2 separate regions of the Drosophila melanogaster genome follow, and region 2 is linked to region 1. The links are chromatin contacts, called in public Hi-C maps. All regions are on one chromosome and are shown on one strand. Each heading gives the region's core, a stretch centred on a gene start, on an enhancer-like site or on the middle of the called end of the contact. The rest is flanking DNA. Distances are from core to core; before and after follow the strand shown.

Region 1 (2,825 bases), core at 226-2,725:
GCAGCGCGCACAGCGAACTGTGGTCGTGCTGAGCGCCATTTGCAAAAAAGTGCACCTGCTTGACCAAGGTGCGTACGCCGCGCACAAAATCGCTGCTGGGCAAATGATGCTCCGACTCGATGTCGTAACGCAGCCAGATGTCTACGAAAAAGTGGAGTACACTTTCAGATCGCCATGCGTAAGCCCGGTTGGAGCTGGCACTTGGGCTGTTGGACTGTGGTGATATGTTCCCGACGCCAACGCTTGCACTGGGAATGCCACCGCCGCCCGACACGTTTCCACCATTGCGATAGGAGCTGGGAATCTTAATGTAGCGCGGTTGTCTTTGGGGCTGTAATGCTTGGGCTGGCAATGGCTGTGGCGCCTTAACCCCGCTGCTAAAGTGCACCGGTTCTATGCGTGCATCGGGAAGCAGCGGCAGGAAGTTGTTAAGGTACTCGGCCACCAGTTTCAAGTAGACCGTTTTGCTGCGCACATTGTGGATTTGCATGGCTATGGGATTGATAGAGTGTAGTGGCTGCAGGGCATATAGCACAAAGTGAATCACATAGAAGTCGAAGGCGTTGAGCGAGAGCGTGGACACCTGGTGCATCATCGTCTCCACATTGATGAGTTCTGCATAGAAACTAGGATTCTGACCATTCTGCAGCAGGCTAACGAATTTCGCCTGAAACGAAGGGAATTAGAGTGAGCCATAAATACCCCTATTTAATCCACTTACCGGCAGCAGATTGATGTCTAGTTCGAATTTGTACTGGTCGACGAGCAGACGGTGGCAAACATGCATCAGGGGACCACAGACGCCGAAGAACTGGTGCAGCGTTTGGAATTGCACCGGATTGTTTTCAAGCGTCGTGGTCCGCAGGCCCCAGCCCAACGGATTGCCATCTATCCCGAAGATGGAGTGCACAACGTGGGGGAAGATCTCCTGCACTTGGCGCAAGGAGCACCGATCGAACAGGATGCTCAGCTCGTGCACGCGCTCGAATAGAGGCAAACTGAGCACCGTCAACAGGCGGCTCTGGAATGGAAAGATATTAGAGCGCAATTTGTATTACCTCGATGCTCGCAACTTACGCTTAGGTTTTCTGGCGGCATGGTCTGCGACATGGTGAGTTCGTGTGCGTCAAAATTGTCTTAAATTACAAATAAATATCACTTTAAATCATAAAAACTCTTGCCGGCGTGCTGTAAACAAAAACCTTTCGTCGTGTTGCCGGACCTGCGAAAAATGGTATCATTCCATAGGGCTGCGACATCGGCAAAGAATACGTGAAGTTTTTATAATAATTACATTAAAATTTTAGTGAAATTCGATAGCGGTAATTAATCAAATTCTGAATAATTAATAAAATATTATTTCTTGCATTTTAATTTAGAAACGGATTGGTTATTCGTTTTGCAGATGGTACGGGTTGAGGTGGGAACAGAGTATTTCGGAATAAAAAATTTGGTATATTTTGTCGGCCCTACAACGGTCACACTAGCAACCGGCAGCGTTTGTTTTGCTGCAGATTTTTGTGTTTATTTTCGTTTTTGTGCAATTTAACAAGATCAACATGAAGCGAAGAAGTCAAACTAGAGCCGAACAAGCCGTTCCACCAGCTAAAACTACAAAGGAGAATAGTGGATCGCTCACAGTGTCCCAGCTCAGCTCCGATGTTATTTGGCAGGTGGGTGCTCCGCTGGACAAAATCGAAGTGTAAATTATAGATCTGGATAACCTATTTACAGCTGGCATCGCAGTACTGGACGCCGGACACGAAAGCAGATCACCTGCCGTACAGTGCCAAGATCATCGAACGCATTTACAATGAGGAGATCGGTGATGGCGGTGGCCACAGTGCACGGAGGATAAACATGCTGGAGTTCAGTCAGTATCTGGAGCAGTACCTGTGGCCACACTACCAACGTGAAACCGCCACCCATGCCCACCTTATGTCCATCGTTATAATGGCCAACGAGAAGTTCCGGGAGCGCGTCGAAGTTTGGACCGTGTTTGAAAAGCTCCCGGATCAGTATCCAGCCTTCTTTCGCCACGTGCTAGAGAGCTGTTTGCCGAGCAAAAAGGCAAAGGAGGCTAGTAGCACGCTAAGGGAGCGGACAGCGCTGTTGATGTTCATTAACCACTGCTTTAACAGCATGGAGATAGAGCTGTGCAGAGAACAGGCCAAACGACTAGTCTCCTTGTCCATGTGGCATTGCCTGCAGCCTCGTAAGTTCTTCTTCGCAACTCTTCACATCTATCAAAGTGATCAAAAATGTATTTGCTTGCAGGCCGTCGCGAACAAGAGCTTCGAGAAGTTCCTGAGTGGCGAAAGTACTGGAAACGCTTGCTCAAGAAGGAGAAAGACAGCAAACCGGAGGTCCTCTGGGAGAGACACTTTATGCAGAACCTTATCATTGACTTCCTGCACATACTCGAAAGCATTCCCGCCGAAGGCGAGGTGCCGCGCAACGTGGTTCACTACTGTGAGCGCTTCCTAGAGTTTATTATCGACTTGGAGGCACTTTTGCCGACTCGACGCTTCTTCAACACGGTTTTAGACGACTGTCATCTGATTGTGCGGGCTCTTCTGTCACCCTTGGTTCGTCGCGAGGAGGGAAAACTGTTTGGTCAGGTAGGTGTCAGACTTCTCATTTAATAACTATCTCGTACAGCATAAATTAGTTAAAATTAAGTACAAATCTCAATGTTGGACATTGCTAAACTACGAAAACACTTATATTAGTGTGGACGGTGGCTCCTCAGTAATCGTTGCCGTTCATATAATGCAGCTCATCGCCCCAGTCGTTTGCCGACGGTGGCTCATTGTAGCAGCAGG
Region 2 (2,700 bases), core at 65-2,564, 130 kb after region 1:
CTGCGCTCGGGCATGAGGTGAAAGTCCTTGGCCTCGTCTAGGAGATCACGGCATTGGTGCGAGGATCGAATGAGTTCCTCGCGGGCCACACGGTCCGCCAGGAACTGAGGCGAGAGCAATGGCAAACGCACTGCAGCCAGGACCTGAGGAAAGAGCTCAGAGCGCTTGTCTTCTGCGTACTTGACCCACTTCATGCAGGCCTCGAAGATGACCTCCTCGGTGCGTACGTTGAGTTCGTCCCGGCGCATCAGCTCCAGCAATTGTTCGCAGTCCAGGGCGAGAAACTCCTCCGACTGCGAGACTTTGGCAAAGTTTTGATCAATATACTTGTCGGCAGCGTCGATTAGCTGCCGGCAGATCATGGAGTCGGCGAAGGTGCGGATTCCCAGGACATTGTGCGGATGAAAGCGGGAGATCAGGAAACTGGCACAGGCATCCCGCACGTTGGACAATTGCAGGAAGCTGGCGCCCACCATCAGGTTCTGCACATTCTGGTTGTCGATGCGCACTTGGCCGCTGTAAACATAGTTGATCAGACTCTCCAGGGCACTTGGCTCTATGGCGCTCTCCTTCATGGTGATCTCCTTGATCCGACTCTCTGCCATGTTGTTGGTGAACATCGCATAGAAATACGGGATGGTGGCCGCCAGCACAACGCGGTGCGCTGAGAAGGTCTGATCTTCAACCTGCAATAATTGGGATGGCATTTTATATTTAGACGCTAGATAATGAACGTATCTCTGAGCTGCGGGTGATTGAATGCCCCAGTCTGCACGCAAACAACCTTTAGGGTGACATCGCACAGCTTGCCCATCCTGCGGATTTCCTTGAACAGGGGGAAACTCTCGCCGAATAGCTTATCATGCTTGTAAACAAAGTATTGATCCTCCACTTGGCTATTATCACTCAAATCCATCACTTTAACGGATCAAGAAAATGATAAACAGTAGAGATGCCAAATGTTGCTTGTACTGCAGAGCTAGTGGTGGTCAGTGGTGAGCGGTCACATTAATCGATAGTTGAGGTTCCTTCGATAGTTGAACAACACCAATAGTAGTGAAACAAATTTATTGAATCATATTGTTTAATTTTAAAGGTAACGTTCTTGGACCAAAATGTAATTTCATAATACTTATTAAAAAGTTGAGCCCTTTTTATGCAACAGTGATAATTAAATCCTTAAAAAGCACATATTTTTAAGACAATATTATTCTTTCATTTAATTTTAATTAGTAATTTTTCCGTTTTTGCGTCACCTTCTTAAAAAAAGACGCTCATCACTAATTGGGCGGTGATGACAGCCCTATCAGCTGTTAGTGTGGCTGGAGTGTTTTCTTCGCTCGGATTGATTAAGGGTCCAAAAACATTTTCGAGTAATCTGGGTCGCTTGCTAATTGGAAAACCACTGATCTGAGTTAAGACATAAATGTTTGGACCGCTATTAAATGCAAGGATACGAAAATAGCAAGTAACATGGAAGCCGCATCACCGAGGGAAACCCAGGTGAGTAAAAAGGTGTCGCTAGAATTGATGATGACGTCTCATCTTGTTATTTGCATTTGCAGAAGAACCCGAATCCGATCGAGGCGCTGAGCAAAGATGAAATCATCAGCAAATACAAAGGCCTGCTCAACATCGCTAAAAAGGCGAAACAGGCAAAAGATGGTAAGTTTGATGGAGAGTTTCAGGGAATCTTCCAGAATAATGCAAGCCACTCTCTTTCAGAACTCACCGAGGAAAATCACCGACTCAAGGATGCCCTTAAACGGGCGGCGGAGAAGCAGAGCAGCCTGCCAGCCATGCAGGAAATGGTCCAGGACTTCACCGATAAGAACCTCATCCTCACCGAGGAAGTGAATAATCTGAAACGAAAGACCAAAGAGGATGCCGATCGACTGACGCAATTCGAGATCGAGAACGAGAGCCTAAAGCGCCAACTTGGGCGACTGAGTGATGAAAACGATGCCCTCCTTGCCAATGTGGATCGCATGGAAAAGGCTATGCAACAGGTCAATGCTCTGGGTAACGAGCAGCGCAAGAATCTGGAACTTTTGGAAGTGGACATTGCCAAAATTAAGGAAGCGGAGGCGGAAAACGCTAGTCTTCGCCAGCAAGTCGCCACGATGGAAGAAGAGTCGAGTGTGCTGCAGCAAAAGTACCAAAACATCAAGGAACTTAACTCTGAGCAACGCAAGAAGTTTAATTCTCTAAAGGACCGCTTCATTGATGTACACCGCAAGTTGAAGAACCTCAAGGAGTGCAAGTGCGTGCTGCTGGAAACGCAGCACGAGTACGCCGCATCCGTTTCCAAATGGCAGGTGGAGATTATCAAAGCTTCGCAACTGTTGTGCGCAAAGATGGCATCCCTGCAGGCCGAGAATGAAAAACTGAAGCTGAACAATGGAAAGTCAGACAATAATCCTCAAACAATTGACACTGGAATTGACCGCAAGCGCTTGCTGCAAAGAGTTCAGGAAATGGATCGGCTAGCCAAAATAGTGAAGCAGAAGCAAAAGAACCAAAGGAGCAATTTGAATGTGGAGTACCTACTTAAGAAGATAACCGCTCTCGAAGAGCTTGCAGTCATTATAAAGCAGCAGCATAGAATTGACAAGGAACAATTGATAAGTGTAACGAAGGAGCAGGAAAACACCAAAAATCACGCCAGGAACCTTAATGTAAGCTTATTCCAGACCAAGC

What was found. Hi-C and Micro-C count contacts between places; a contact is called where the count stands out from the background.
Region 2: a contact with region 1 is called in a Hi-C map of the Kc167 cell line, with 2.8 times the contacts expected there. The contact joins the promoter of GCC185 here to the promoter of CG31368 in region 1. A contact is called at or near these places in 11 of 107 Hi-C or Micro-C datasets (the Clone 8 cell line, the D17-c3 cell line, the Kc167 cell line and 6 more).

The regions. Positions count from the first base shown.
Region 1 is chr3R:11,881,315-11,884,139 of dm6, forward strand. CG31368 reads left to right here and starts at 1,476. Exons shown (of 8, transcript NM_206476.3): 1 at 1,476-1,673; 2 at 1,735-2,215; 3 at 2,278-2,621. The coding sequence starts at 1,560. CG6962 reads right to left here and starts at 1,220. Exons shown (of 7, transcript NM_141867.4): 1 at 1,078-1,220; 2 at 722-1,021; 3 at 1-667. The coding sequence starts at 1,110. It overlaps mthl5 (methuselah-like 5), which reads right to left. Exons shown (of 6, transcript NM_141869.3): 6 at 2,624-2,825. The coding sequence ends at 2,749.
Region 2 is chr3R:12,009,458-12,012,157 of dm6, forward strand. GCC185 (GRIP and coiled-coil domain containing 185 kDa) reads left to right here and starts at 1,315. Exons shown (of 5, transcript NM_001104285.2): 1 at 1,315-1,503; 2 at 1,566-1,665; 3 at 1,726-2,700. The coding sequence starts at 1,474. KLHL18 (Kelch like family member 18) reads right to left here and starts at 977. Exons shown (of 5, transcript NM_001275565.1): 1 at 785-977; 2 at 1-686. The coding sequence starts at 916.